Linked DNA regions of Bombyx mori: region 2 is linked to region 1. Evidence: chromatin contacts called from public Hi-C data. All regions are on one chromosome and are shown on one strand. Each heading gives the region's core, a stretch centred on a gene start, on an enhancer-like site or on the middle of the called end of the contact. The rest is flanking DNA. Distances are from core to core; before and after follow the strand shown. Region 1 overlaps LOC101747091 (serine/arginine repetitive matrix protein 1). Region 2 holds the start of LOC101746959 (N-terminal Xaa-Pro-Lys N-methyltransferase 1).

Region 1 (7,859 bases), core at 2,056-4,555:
TCTGCCGTGAAGCAGTAATGCGTTTCGGTCTGAAGGGTAGGGCAGCCGTTGTAACTATACTGAGATCTTAGAACTTATATTTTAAGGTGGGTGGCGCATTTACGTTGTAGATGTCTATGGGCTCCAGTAACCACTTAAACACCAGGTGGGCTGTGAGCTCGTCCCTTCGATCAACAATAGTTACTATTGTTGATCGAAGGCTCGTCCACTCATCTAAGCAATAAAAAAAAACTTAACGTGCGTAGAGGCAGTAGTAATATTACGACTCAGTACTATATACATATTAGTAAAATGCACAAACTAAACACCGATTCTTCAAGCTAATCAGTTATCGCCTTGACACGAGGCTACCAAAACATCTGTTAGTAACACTACATCGTATCGACTTAGTGATTGCCCCACTGTGAGAATGGAAAATGTCCATAATAAGCTAAACAGACGTACAATCCAACTGCATACAATGGTTTAGTAGTGCTCTGTGGTTCTCAGCTTCCGACGGCCGGCCTCGTGACGCTTGTTATCACTACTGCAATTAAAAAAAAAAACAGAATACAAAATTAAAACCCTATTAGACTATTGTGGTGAAGTGATCGTGACAGAAGTGCCTTTAATTTTTTTAAAGTGCGATCAAAGTGTATTATTATTAAATTGTTGTGCTTGTTATTGAATCGTTAGGCGTGAAAATGCCTGAATCATTATCGTATTATGGTTTAGCTGTAGATAGGAACCTTGGCGATTTAAAAAATTTATTAAGAACGATCTAATTAAGCATTCAGTGTTACGGCGTGGTTTTCTCACGAACCAATATTGGATTCGTGAATGGAAATCTCATATGATTCGTTTTAAGAGCTCATTTATACTAATAGATAGTTTCTAGATATTTTTTGAATATTATGAAGAATTGCAATAAAATTCAAAAGTGTTTTGAAACAAAAATTTGTAATGCAAAAATATCGAATCAGTAAAACAAATTGCATTAAAACTTTTTTTTCTAATTCATAATACCATTGAACAGTAACCTTAGCAATTCTATTTAGTTAGGTAATAATAATTAAAGCCATAAAAGGCAGAATTACAATGCGTTAAAAATAAATTCCCATTTGAATGTTAACTTTAGAAGGAACCAGAGGTATTATCATGGTTTACAATTGATAAAAACATTTGTTATTTATTAAGCTGTATTCATGATTCTTTAAGCGCCAATACAGGGTTTTCTAAATTGATTGTACATACTAATAATAATTAATACTTAGTATTTTAATAAATCATGTATGAACTTAGATCTTTTTGTAGCTACTTTTTGTGTATGAAACTTGAGTATCTGTTGGGCTTTTGCTATTTGCCTCCATTTGCACACATATTTTGATCTTGAACCCTACAAAGCAAGACTTACAGACAAGTTAGTTTTCTGAAGTTAATAAATTTTGCGTATTCAATAACTTTAGGGTTAATATAATTTTTATTGATTGAATTCCTGTACGCGACTTCAGTAAGATAATTAGTTTCTGCTATTTACGTAACATTAAAGGCTACTACTATAACGTAGTGTATGTGCTATTTACGCGACATCGTACCTAGATAAAAAATTACGCAATACCGTTCAAACTCAGTAGCGAATATTTAAGAATAGCCAGTTGACATTGCCTCGTTTGTGGGAGCGCCATTTTATGTAAATTCCACTTGTAACTACCGCATTTCTACGTTGCGTCAATTTCGAGCGTTAATCAGTGGTAAGAAGGTCGGGCAGGTACGGACGTGGGAGGATCAGTGATAACATTTTTATACAATTATCTAAAACTCTAAAATTTCCATTTTTAAATATTCATTGACAATTTCGTTATGTAATGCGTATTTCCTTTAAACGCTTGCTATTTTCTTACAAGAAAAACAGTTTTATAATTTCAAATATTCCAAGTTCTGAATTGATTTGATTTAAGTTAAATTTTCGTTTTATCATCATTATTATCCTGCCCTTCTCCCAGTCACTTGGGGTCGGCGCAACATGTTTTCTCCTTCCATACTCTTCTACCATTTCTTCGCTCACTCCCCACTTACCCATATCGCCTTTCGCGCAATCCATCCATTTCTTCTTAGGTCTACCTCTTCCTCTATATCCTTCCACATTCATAGTTCACACTTTCTTACCAACCTCATTTTCATTTCGTCTCATCACATGTCCGTTCCATCCCAAACGCGCACTCCTCAGCTTCTCTGTCAGAGGTGCCACTTTCAGACTTCCTCTAATATATTCATTCCGTATTCTATCCATTCTCGTTACTCCGCACATCCATCGCAACATTCGCATCTCTGCTGCATGCAATCGTCTTTGATCCGCCACTTTTGTTGGATATTATTAACTTAAATTTTCGTTTTAATCACTCTTAATTAATCCTGTTCTTCAGCCTGTCTCAAATAGCCTCATTTTCACGGGCCAAGCTGGACTCGTGAGTTTACGATTTACATAGTCTTAAGCAATAGCTTTCTAGTATCGATTCGGGGTTGGTCTACACTAAATTTAATTTATTACCAAAATAATGGTACGGTATAACGCGACAAAAACAATTTTAGTGCTTTCGAATTTTCGGTGGCAGTTCCAAATGTTAAATAAAATGTGGCTGGTTTATCCGTATTTGGAACGGGCATTAGTCGGTGTATTCACCTTGCATTCGGGATCGCCTTGCGGTGACTCATATGACATTCGATATGTGGACATTGTGGCCACCAGAGCGACGCGGTTCGTGTGACAGTGCCTTTTTGTATGGTGCCGATTTTTTATTCATTTCGAAACTTGTGATAGATAGATATCGATTACCGAATCGATACTTCATTTCGTTGAACCAGAGTCAGTTTTTTTTATTAATTAATCGGGACAAAGGAGGTCGTTGTTCGTCTAATGTTAAGGTTATCGCAGCCCTAAGCATAAGATCGCTTTTGAAGTAATTACGTGTTATATAATACTAGTTCACCTCCACGTCACACCAACTTCAGTAAATAAAGCAAATATTCTGGCAGGCTGATACCGTTACTGTCGTTTTGTCTATACCATCGCGTAGCAATCACTCGTCCTGATTAGCTGTTAGCGGTAGTTTGGAAAGCTGCCCTCCCGGTTGGGCCTTGAGTTTAATTATCTCGGTAAAACTGGAAAGGCCTTTCGAGATTCCCGCATCTCAAAAAAAGGTTAGGGCTTCGAAAATTGATACACTGTTAGTAAATTAACTATTGATTGTTCAGGTTTTCCTCATAGCAAACGACCAGGAAGCATTAAGGTATAGAATCGCATGTTAATTCTATACGAAAACTACGTAGAACAAAGCATGTCTGAGCTTTGGTCACGTAATTCTAATATAACAATATTGTCATGCACACAATATGTTTGATGCATTGTGTTTATTTAATATTAAGGTACGATAATACGATTCATCAATTCCGGTTAAGAATTTCAATGGAAAAGGAATGCGTTTTGAGAATGTTTTTTTAAGTTCTGTAAGCTGAACTCTGAGATAAGCCTTGTAAGAACGTTTTTGTCCAAAATCAACAATGGTGTTGGGACTGTTGGGAGTGTCAATTCTAAATCGCAATTATTTACAAGTGTAGAGTTTAGAATTCAATTAAAATCTAATATTATGAAACCTTAGAAATCGTAGTTTTTCAGATCTACTCAATCTCGTGTAATATCAGTAAAATTTGACGATGTTTTGTTTTTTTTTTCTAAAATTTTTATAATTGGAGTTTACTCCTTTAGAATCGATTTACATATATAGGCCCGGGGTATGAAAATTATGGGGACCAAAATCGTACTAGCATGTCACACGAAATGCGTTATGCGCCTGATTGCGCATGTCACACGAAATGCGTTATCGCAGGTGACGCCGGGCTGCTGCGCCGGCAGTCCGCCACAAAGCCTCGTACTGATCGCGCGTTTCTCTCATTATTGTATTTTCATATATTTGTTAGTCGTTTGTTTTGTGTCTCGTTAATTTGTTAATAATCTGTAGTGTATCGTGTTGTCGTAATATAGAACTATTTCTCGTATTGTTTCGTTTAATTTTTTATATCCAGTAAACTCCAGTCGTGCGTCGGAGCGGACACACACACTTTTTTTTTACTAATTTTACTAATTTATACACTGCCTTCAGCTCTAATACTAGGGGCAGGCTTAGGGACCCCGGTAACCGTACTCGTCGAACTCGACAAAGAGGTCGACGTGCAACCTAACCCATGCATCAGCCCGCTGAGTTTCTCGCCGGATCTTCTCAGCGGGTCGCGATTCCGATCCGGTAGTAGATTCATTCGCGAAACAATTGCTCTTGAGTTGTTAGGTCTCCTTCGGAGGCGCTCGGGCAGTTGTTAGCAAATCCCACCCCTCTTGGCTGAGCCTTTGCTCGCCCACCTGTCCTGGTGAAACTGGAAAGGCCTTCGGGCCACCAGTAAACTTTCAATCATAAAAAAAAAAAAAAAAAATTATACACACGTACCTTGCCTTCATTCCCGCAAAGCCATTCACCGCCTTTTGCCTTTTTCTCTTTTTTTTTCTTTTCTTTTTTTTGTATTTCATTTTATTTTATTTGATGTGAAAGGCAATAAATAATTTTTATTATTTATTGTTATTTTATTATTATTATACGTAATATTGAGGATTCAGTTTATGATTACGTAAAGAAAACGATCTATTTATTATCGGAGAAAAAACTATGTTTAGCTCTGAGGGACGAAGACAGAAAATGTATTTTTGGGCTTGTTTGTTTTAATTTCATTTTTCATCCATATTCATTCTTTAAGATATACTAGTGGTCCCGCAGTAGTCGAAATTCGACTATAATTAATTGAAGTTATAAGTTTGAACATTATTATGGTTCCATTGTCAAAGACTATTATGCTTCTGTAATCACAGATTTCGCCAAAATTACACTATAGACAAATAATATTAAAGACTAACAATATTGATCTATTCTCAATTGGATCACAGGCTAAACAATAAACAAAAGAGTATATATGAGTGTGTGTGTGTGTGTCAAATACATGGCAGGGTGTGTAATGCTTTTTTTTTATGTGATGCACCATTTATGCCTAATAAAAAAAATAGCATTGAGCACTCCTTCTCGATATTCTCTATAAGTGTGGAAAATTTCATACTCCTCCGTCCGCGCAAATTTCGTAAAAAGGAGTACAGCGTTTTTGCTTCACGTATTAATATATAGATAAGTATATGTCACTTAAGTTAGGTGTATTGAACTAATAACTTGATGTATTACCAAACTTAAGTAATACTTTTGCTTGAAAGCAACAAATATACTGCTCATTAAAACAAGTGTCAACGACTCACCACGTTTCATAGTAGAGGTAAAATTTCTGTACAGTGCATTCGTATTTTAAAACTTTTTTGCATAATTTTATGCAAAATGGAAATTGCTATTGTATTGCTTATTATGGGACATTAAAATTCGGAGAAATATTGTTGTTGATGTTATGCGTAGTTTTAAATTTGAAGTAAATAACCTTTTGAAGTTCAAAGGTGATCGACGGTAAACCGACAGTAAATAAAACTCGTTTGTATATTTTACAGCTAGTATTTGGTCACTGGTTTAACCGTCGACGTCGCCCAAAGCGCGTCATCACGGATCCTCCTGATCCATTAACGGTGCTTTTAGGCACTACAACCACCGGTCACCGTCCTCGTCGAACCCGTCGCTTGCGACGAAGGGCTCGACGAGCGAATTAGCCCATAGACACAGCCCACTGATTTTCTCGCCGGATCTTCTCAGTGGGTCGCGTTTCCGATCCGGTGGTAGATTCTGCGAAGCATGGCTCTTGCTAGGGCCAGTGTTAGCAACACTCCCGGTTCCAGCCCGTGAACTCATCTACACATCAAGGAGAAGCTGAAATAGCCTCTCAAGGCTAGGTAGCCTATCATACAATCGAATTGGTATTAACGAAATTAATTTTCAACATTAATTTTAATAACATTAATTTTGAACTGGAAAACAACATATTCTGGCACGTTCCACAATATCGCTCCATATTAGAACTGCTGTCGATTTCAGACACGATAATTAATAGCCTATTACGAATTATGAGCTTAATAAAAATACTTTTTTTAATTGTGTAGAAGGATGAACAAGCTCACTGCCCATCTGTTGTAGCTACCAGTGCTCATAGAGATTATAACGTAAATACAATACCTATCTTGTAATATGAGATTGAAGTCTCAGTTTGCATTGTATATCCCTTGTGCTGCCCTTCAAACAGGAATACATTACTGATTCGCTACAGAAATAAGCAATATGGATTCGCCTATCCATGCGGGCTTACAATACGCCCTACCATTAGCTCAAATCCCTGCGGATAAGGGTCAAAATAAAAACCATCCAAGAGATTCCTGGTAGATAAACCGTCAAAAAGTTTGTTAACAACGGAATATTGTGTGATGTGGTAATTTATATTTGTATAATCTTTGATCTTAGTGATTCTCTTTTCGAGTTTGGGAATAGGCTATGTAAGGTATAAACTTCTTTCTGTATATCGACTGAATGTTCCTTTCTTTTTTTCCTACCTATGCTGATAGTCTTAGAGGCTATTTTAACTTCTCCTTGACGTGTAGGTGAGCTCAGGGGGCTCAAACCAGAAGTGTTGCTAACACTGGCCCTAGCAAGAGCAGTGTTTCGCAGAATCTACCACCGGATCGGAAACGCGACCCACTGAGAAGATCCGGCGAGAAACTCAGTGGGCTTTATTCTCTAGAAACTGAATTTGAAACTAGTTTAAAGTCTTACAGTTACCAAATACGGAATATTTCATTTTTCGAACGTAAAGTTCTTTCGAGACGCAACAAATCTTTGTCAGAGCTTACAAATGTACGACCTTGTGTGGCCAAAGGGTCAGGTGGTCGGATAACGAGCCGGTTTACGATCTTCAATCACTTTCGGTTTCATGCGCGTTCACAGTTTGAACTACATCTTGCTCAATATGAGATATAACTGTTTGTTTATTGATTTGTAACGTTCACTTCAATATGGTTCTGTTTTGTACGAATGATGATAGTTCATGATAATATTTAGTTTACATTGATTGATCATTTATTAACTCTTCAATTTACTATAGTCTTATGGCCAACATATTCTTAATATAGACGGAATGTAAATAAGAGTTTTTTTTGGAAGTAACAGTTTTTTTACTACCAAAAATGAACAGATTAGTTTTTGAACCATCTTATTTTAAGCGATGCAATCAAAGTCTACAATATATTATGCTACTAGACAGAAATAGACAGATTTATGGCACATCCCCGCGCGGGCTTCCAATGCAATCATGCTACTATTATGTTACTGCACGTTAACAACTAATAAACAAACAAAAAACTGTATTCAGTTCATACGCGGTAAAAGAGAAACCTGCAGAAGTATATTCAATCTCGGTTTTTCGTTAGCAAAATCCTATTGATACGGTTGTGTTTTTTCATTATTTCCTTTCGTTTCACCGAGCTTCAAATCATAACGGTTGGTATTTTTATTAATCTGACCAATTTCAGGGATGTCTAAGGTTTGAGTAAAATATACAATGAGCAGAAAATACAGTTATGATATTTACCAAAGTCTTATAATATATTGTGCAATGGATACGAAAATATATTATCTTTTTATCGGTAAAACCTTTCCTTTTATCTGACAGCTCCGCTGAAGAACGACCTTTGCGTAGAGTCAAGGCGTCTCAATAATACAACTCCCTGCCTTTATATAGTTTTGGCAATCCATCAGACTTTATATGGAACGAACTTTTGTGTATGTTTCGTAAATTATCTCAGCTCATAGCGACATTGGACATGAGAAGCATTGGTATAATTAACTTCCTGTTCCCACACTGTC
Region 2 (7,859 bases), core at 2,160-4,659, 110 kb after region 1:
TCAAGATAAAGACGAGAGGTTTTGCAAAAGTCTTTTCTGTATGGCGTCGTGTCTACAATTTGGACAAACACGCCGAAATATTTCGTTATGGTTTGATCTTCCAAGATGACCGTACGATGTAATTGTGTTAGTGTGTGTGGCTTATAATAATTTCGTAAAACCGTCAAGAGTACCGACTGATATCACTCGCAAATGTTTTGGCCAATGACCTGTCGCGAAAAATTCTAACGATCTAAATAAGCTGCAGCAAATGAAGCCAATATTATTACTATACCTTTGTGGATTCGTTTTTTTTTGTGCCCGTAAATAGCAATACGAATATACTGCTATTCGTGACTGGCGGATATCTAGCTACTCTTAATACAAATAACACCAAAGTAACGTTACATTTTAACGACACTACGTGAAAAGAAATTGTAAACCTACGTTCGTACCTCTGTTCGTAATGTTTGATGTTTATTTATTTTTAAAGTTCACATTCGTATTTCTCATTTGGTCATCGACAAAAATAAAGAAACATGCAATAGGTGCGGTTGACATTTCTGAATTCGATTGTATTTGCTTTTTTCATTGAATACGAGGCCAATGCATGATACCACAATTCAAACACTTCATGGTCTTCATCGAAAATCTATATATTAATACGTGAAGCAAAAACTTTGTATCCATTTTTACGAAAATTGCGTGGACGGAGGAGTATGAAATTTTCCACACTTATACAGAATATAGAGAAGAAGTGCACAATGCTAATATTTTTATAAAATAATGCATAAAAGATACATTAAATCAATAAAGAAAATATTACACACACTACATACCATGTATTTGACGCACACACGCATGCATACTATTTACTGTTAAACTTTTGTTCTTGACGTCTGTGGTCAAATTGAGAATAGATTAAATATTTTTGTCTTTATTAATATTTTTTATAGTGTAGCCTTGGCGAAATTTGTGATTATAGAAGTACAAAATACCATCATAATAGTGTACAAACTTACAATTCCAATTAATTATTAAAGTCGAATTTCGACTACTGTGGGACCTCTAGTAATAAATTAATATTCGGAAGCGACTTACGAGCTAAAGATAATTAAGTTTGATGGGTTACAACCGTGTAACTGCAACATAAGATTACTAGCCATACCGTGCTATTGACGAAGCCCTAATAATGGGGCACAGTGCGATATTCATCTGTAACTGTTGTCTGATTGAATATCGAATGTAGGTACTTTCAAAATCGTTTTTGTTAATTATTATCTCAGCGACGTCGAAATTGAAGGAGAATGAATTCCAAGTGAAATTATTTTATTTTTAATGAAATAATTTGTATTTTAATATTTATTAACTACTAGCGGCCCACTCCGGCTCCGCTCAGGTCTTTAACAAAAATTTCAACGATATTTGACGTTGTTTTATTTTTTAAAATAAAAGAACACTTATTGCGGCATAATTATAATAGTTAGACATACGCTGTCGCGACACTTTTTGTAAATAATAATGTGTTACAAAGTCGTAGTAGGTATGTTATTTTATTCTATCATCAATAGTTTTCGTAGGGCGCGCGATGTAAAGAATATTTTAGGTAATTTTTTTACACCTTGGGTTACATTATTGGAGTTTTAGTAAGGATGCCTAATTTTTAAAAAAAAAGATTTTATCACTCGGGAATTGTGTAGCTTCCAAACAGTGAAAGAATTATGCAAATCGGTTCAGTAGTTTCGGAGCCTATTCAATACAAACAAACAAACAAACCTTTCCTCTTGATAATATTAGTATAGATATTTGAGATTGTAACGGTTCCATCTCGCGGTTATTGTTTTCCGACTTCGATCGCTATAGTTTTCGTAGTCACGGACGACGGAAATCTAAATTTCTACAAAACCTATCCGTTGCGATTTACGTTTCTCTGCACGCAGAGAGTACTACATATGCGGTAGTATTATGTATGAGAGGTCGAGCAGTTTGTTCGATTTGGGTATTCATCTTCACGACAAGAGGCTCCCAAGTGTTAGATACGCGGTAACCATCTTCTCAATCAAAGGTAGGGTATTTTTAATTTGAATGGCCTCGCCTAGAGTGCTTGGGTTAAACTCTATTTTTAAATCTAGTAGGTATTTTTCTCTGGTATGTTGATAAACCGCAGACTTGTGTGCTCGGTTGCCCTTGACATCCACAATATGTTCCTTAATTCTGACTTAATTGTGACACAGTCATAGTTCAATTTATCAATAAGAAGCATGGACAAGTATTTTAAATTCTTTTTCTATTTACTTATAATAACTGGTCAAAGTTCTTGGCTCCGTTTTTTTTATGTCGTCCATAAGACAATTTAATAGACGCACGCAAGAAAATATTGTGATGTTACAGCTGATAATTTGAACAGCAATTTTATTCCTCAGACCTAGTTTAAAGTAAAGCTCAAGACGTCAAATTCCGTCAGTTCCTACAATAGGTCTATAGGCTGATTATGTTGCGCTATCCTTGCGGTTTCTGCGCCAAGAATTTCGTAACAAAACACTAAAACGGTGAATGCACTTGCGGATCTTGTTGCGACGCCACGCTGCGCCCGGGATCCTACTTTATTTAACGACATCATCACGAATCCCGGCCACGACTTGCCACTTCATCAAAGTAAATACAGCAACCTTAAAAAAAAATGAGAAGATTTCAAATCATAAATGTTTAAACGTAAAATTTATTGCACCGGAGATAAAGCGAAGCAATGTATTGGGTAAATGTCTTCTGGAAAGCCATACTGTATATCGGAATGAATTATTCGAAGGTTAACTTGATCAAAAATTTTCGTCATCAGTTCAAGTGGTCGTGTCATAGATGAATCATCTTCGTCGTATTCAACTTCTTTAGATGTTGTTATATTTTCTTTAATAATTATTAAACCATTTTTGGATAGTGCTTCTTTGCTTCGGCTTAAGAACTTTATGAGATCGGAGTCATTTAAATGTCCAAGCACCCATTGGCACCAGATAACGTCATAGTTTTTGTGCGGTCTAAAGTTTTGAAGTCCAGTCTGGTACAGGGTTCCTAGCTTCGTAACGTCATCACCGATATTAATCTTAGCTTCGGTAATGAACTTTAAATCCGGTTCCACGAGGTCTATTTTTTCGAAATAATGAATCAGCAAGTGTTTTGTTACCCGCCCAATACCAGCCCCGCAATCGAGAGCAAGTTTTGTGGCCGGCGGATTAGCGGAACTTAGCACTTTGTTTAAAAACGCCCTAGATCCATCAATGTCAATGTCGGAGAAGTTACCAAAGCCACCGAGTACTCCATCTATTGTTGCCGGCACATTAGCCCAATATATAGCGGCTTTTTTATAAAAATCTTTCTCGGTCATTATTCCACATTTTTGACAGCGTCGTGAGACGTCATACAATTATAAGAGAAATTGAATGAAATCACGAAATTAGGCACCAACCTTTTTGCTTGCCACATTAAGAGTAGTTAATAACTCTGTGAGATTATTGATATATATATTTTTCTTTTTGTTAAAGGCACTGATAGCAGCAGTCAATGAAACTAAAGAAGAGGACATCCGAGATGCTTTGAAGTTGCAGACCGAGCAGCAATTGGCTCTGGTGCCACGAGGTCCTATAATCATTAAGGATACTGTGGCGTACAATACTACAATCAACACTGATGACACGGTACGTAAACGAATACACCCTGGAAGAGTAAATTATAAAAGAAAGGTGATGAAATATTCAAGAAGACTTTTTAAACGTTACTGGTTTATTTTACCTAATAATTACGACGTAGATAAGTTGAAAAAAAAAACGCGTGAAAATGATGTAGCTTAGTAAAATTAAGTGCTATTACAGAATTCTACATAGTCATCCAACATAGACTGTGTTATATCTCTATCTATTGTGTAACTCAGTTTGAGTCAATATTTGAGGCTGAGTAAGCCCGTAAAACTTTGACAAAAAAGACTTTTTCGTTCCATTTTGTGATATTTTGATGCTATGTTTACTTTTACGCAATATTAGATTAATGGTCAAGTAATTATGAAAAAGTGAATTCAGAAATGTTATTTACCATTTATAAAATTCTTTTGAACAGAAAGAACTGCGTGCGTTGGGTCCTGATGGGACGATTGTGACACAAACATTTCACACGAAAGAACAAGAAAGAGTCTGCGACGAGGAACTATCCAAGAACGAGGTAAATTATGAACACTGCCTTAGTTCAAAAAAACTTACTTTTTTAAATACATTTTGTACTACAACTGAATATTAAACAATAGGATCAAATTACTCCGAATGTAAATAGATAATGCAAATAGATCTTGGTTCGTATTCTGTAAAATTTACTGGTGGTAGGACCTCTTGTGAGTCCGCACGGGTAGGTACCACCACGCCGCCTATTTCTGCCGTGAAGCAGTAATGCGTTTCGGTTTGAAGGGTGGGGTAGCCGTTGTAACTATACTGAGACCTAAGAACTTATATCTCAAGGTAGGTGGCGCATTTACGTTGTAGATGTCTATGGGCTCCACTAACCACTTAACACCAGGTGGGCTGTGAGCTCATCTATCCATGTAAGCAATAAAAAAAATTGTTCGTTTAGGTGCATACACTTCTTTTTGATTTTTAAAAAACCTGAAAGAATTTCAATTATAGGTGAAGTCACTGGCGAGCGACGCGAGCCTGGTGGAAGAGGTAGGAGGTACAGAACGGCGCAAAAGGGTCGAGCTTGAGAAGAGTACCGACCTCATGGCGGGAGGACTGCGAGTCCCTCATACTGTACATTCAAAAAATCGCATTGAAGAAGGTAATTTAATAAAATATTTAATAAAAGAATTAGAAAGAAAAAGAATAATTTAATAAAAGATTTATGTAAATAGACGGATTGTACAAATTTTTTAAACATTTGTCGTTTTCGCAGTTGAAAGAGAAGGGCAACCAAACATGGATGACGATTGGGATAGTTTGTCAGTGAGATTGCGACGCCAGCGACGCCTTCGTCACAATGGTAAGGAAGAGAATAATGTTTTACAACCGAGACAACAGATGGCGCTGTTAGTTAGCTTATGCTATTCGCCACTAGATGGTGCTTGAGGAACTTAGTTCACAAAATTTCTATAGATGGCAGTGTTTTAAAAATTATAAATCGTAGTTAGAAATGCCCTTTGCGTTAAAAAACGCGTGGATTCGATTAGTTTATGATGGTTATTTACAAGTTCTTGCTTTCTCGTCTCACATTACTAGTATTATTACTATCTAAGAATAATTCGTTAAATGTCATCAGTATCTAAGGGAGTTAGGAGTTAGGTACCAATTCGGTAGTTAGGTAGGAAAATAGTTGTGAGCATTACGGATGAAAATATTATAAGGTAGTCGTCGCCCGAAACATCTTTTGTCGGATCCCCCGGATCCACTCACTGTGCTTTTAGACCTCACAAGCACCGGTCACCATCGTCGAATACGACGAAGAGTTCGACGAGCGAACTAACCCATAGACACAGCCCACTGAGTTTCTCGCCGGATCTTCTCAGTGGGTCGCGACTCCGATCCGGTGGTAGATTCTGCGAAGCACTGCTCTTGTTAGGGCCAGTGCTAGCAAATTCTCTCAGGTTGAGCCCGTGAGCTTACCTACCGGTCCGGGCGTAGCTGGAATAAACCTCTTAGGTTACCAGCGAATAGGTAGAAATAAAAAAAGGTAGCGGTTGTAGTTGGTCAGGACGAATTAAGTGTTCTTGCCTTAATTGATAATATATTCGATATGTTGGTATCAAGTTGGTTGGTTGGTATCAAGTGATGCGACGATACCGGCTCTCAAATTTGGAAGGCAGCTGCGAATTTTTCAAGAAAATCGTACCTCGCAGTCCCAACACGCCTTCACTAACAATGAAGGAAGACGTCGTGTCATAAAAATCAACCTGAAGACGTACGAATAGATATATCGCTTCGGGTCTAAAGAAGGGTATAAATGAAAGTTCGAACTCATCTATGAAGATGGTGTGGTGTCTATGATCTTCGGTTGCCCCCTAATACGCTTTAAGCTCGTTCGTCCATAACCAACATTTACGAAAAGTAAAGGTTACAAAGTCTTTTTTTTTATTGCCTAGATGGGTGGACGAGCATGTGCATGTACACAAACAAATCAACAAAAAAAATACATTCAATAATATTAAAATACCATCGTCACCAATAAAGCATTTTGTAGGAAGTAACTGAATGAGATATTGAAAATTTTCATGTTGGCCGTTGGCGTCATACCGTCGCCTCGAGGGCAAAGAATATCATGCGAAGCTATAACATTACGAAACGAGGTTTACCAAATCAGTTCATTCAAAGTATCGCACCAAAATAGGAGTGTAGTACCTGTATCTTTAGTTTGAAATCGTTATGTTAATAATTCGACATTGTGGCCATTTTAGTGTCAAGTCGACGGCCTTGGTCGAGAGTCTGTTCCGTATAACTTGTCCAAGTGCTCATAGATATACATCGTAACGATTTCTACAAGACATTTAATTTCAAACATCGTAAAATTTAATTGTGAAGTGAACGAAAACAAAAAAAAAGTGTGGTAGGTACGTACGCAATTTTTTGTAAGTCAATTTAAAATTTCGAAAATGTACGCGATTTGCATGAATTTGCTCTTTAACGATAATGAAAACAAGCTTTAACGCTTTCAAATAATAATGTAACTTATGATTCAACTTATGAGACGAAAAAAAAACATTTGTCCAATCACACAGTTTTCTATTAGATTTACGATTATCTCAACGCAATGGTAACATATTATTGTTTTCTTAACAACATTATATGTATTTAAAAAAATCAAATCGAGAAGTATTACTAGATTGATATTGTATTTTTTTAATTATAAAGCCACCCGCTGCCTTTCGCTGAAGACTCCGCTAACTTCATTCGAAGAAGGACATCTTATATTAAACAGATTTACTAACATGTCTCTAGTATTATATGCATAGTAATATATGGTAACAAGAAAATAAAAAGTGCGTAAAAGGATGTCTTTGTATCATATTAAAGAACAGCTGAAATTTGACAGGGTAGACCAATACTATGTGTGTCTGACGTGATACAGTTATGCGGTCCGCACTAAATAATGTGTCAGTCGATACAATCTAGACTTTGTCCTCGTGTCTCAAAGTACGTAATCGTATATACGTTTCACGTCTATGGATTGTAAGCACAATCCATAGACGGCAGCTTGACTGTATTATAAAAAAAAAAAACATTTCGCATATATTAGAATCAAATAGGCATTATATTATGATAATTCTATACTAGGATTGTCTGGTATGCGTCGTGTGTGTTCAAATTCGTTTTTAATACGCTTTTATTAGCTTTAGATGTAACATGTATGTTTGTAAAGGAATCTTTGAACATGGTTTTGACTCCCTTCAAAACGTCGGATTAACTCGAAATTTGGTATACTTATTCAGGAGTAAAGACAAATAAATTTTAAAAAAAAATTGAAAATTAATGACTATTGAAAAAATTGAAATTCAACCACAAAATGAAAAATAAATAATAGTATAAAAAAAACTATTATAACAAAATACGCTTTTATAGAAAATCCAACTAAAAAATATAAAATAAATTTTAATATAAATGAATTAAAAATAGTGTAAGAAAAAATGAATTTATTGTAATAAAAGCGTGGGGTTGCTCACTTAATACAAAATAGGTAAACAAGTTTTTTCGGGACACTAGTTATAGGAATGGTACATAGCAAACTTATCGTAGTAATTAATTAATTTTGTTGTTAACTTCACTAAAACACGTTCGTGAACAATAAATAGGTCGTATTGTCTCTATTTGAACAAACAAACTAAAAATCAGACATGTTACCCAATTTCACAGAAATCA

What was found. A called contact is a pair of places that touch in the nucleus more often than the background predicts.
Region 2: a Hi-C map of middle silk gland shows a contact between it and region 1, with 2.3 times the contacts expected there. The contact joins the promoter of LOC101746959 here to the enhancer-like site in region 1. A contact is called at or near these places in 2 of 7 Hi-C or Micro-C datasets (middle silk gland and whole pupa).

Annotation. Positions count from the first base shown.
Region 1 is chr8:7,493,781-7,501,639 of ASM3026992v2, forward strand. The region is part of intron 2 of LOC101747091 (serine/arginine repetitive matrix protein 1); the gene reads left to right. It also overlaps a transcript of UGT39C1 not described here. Among protein-coding and RNA genes, the nearest start is that of LOC119628825, 41 kb to the left of the region's middle. Within about 2 kb of position 3,306, at least 1 of the 8 cell types and tissues checked has open chromatin away from gene starts, as enhancers often do.
Region 2 is chr8:7,607,220-7,615,078 of ASM3026992v2, forward strand. It overlaps LOC101746959 (N-terminal Xaa-Pro-Lys N-methyltransferase 1), which reads right to left and starts at 3,410. Exons shown (of 1, transcript XM_004932056.5): 1 at 2,681-3,410. The coding sequence starts at 3,358. The coding sequence ends at 2,699. It overlaps LOC101747091 (serine/arginine repetitive matrix protein 1), which reads left to right. Exons shown (of 12, transcript XM_012695519.4): 7 at 3,516-3,668; 8 at 4,084-4,185; 9 at 4,641-4,791; 10 at 4,906-4,992. It also overlaps a transcript of UGT39C1 not described here.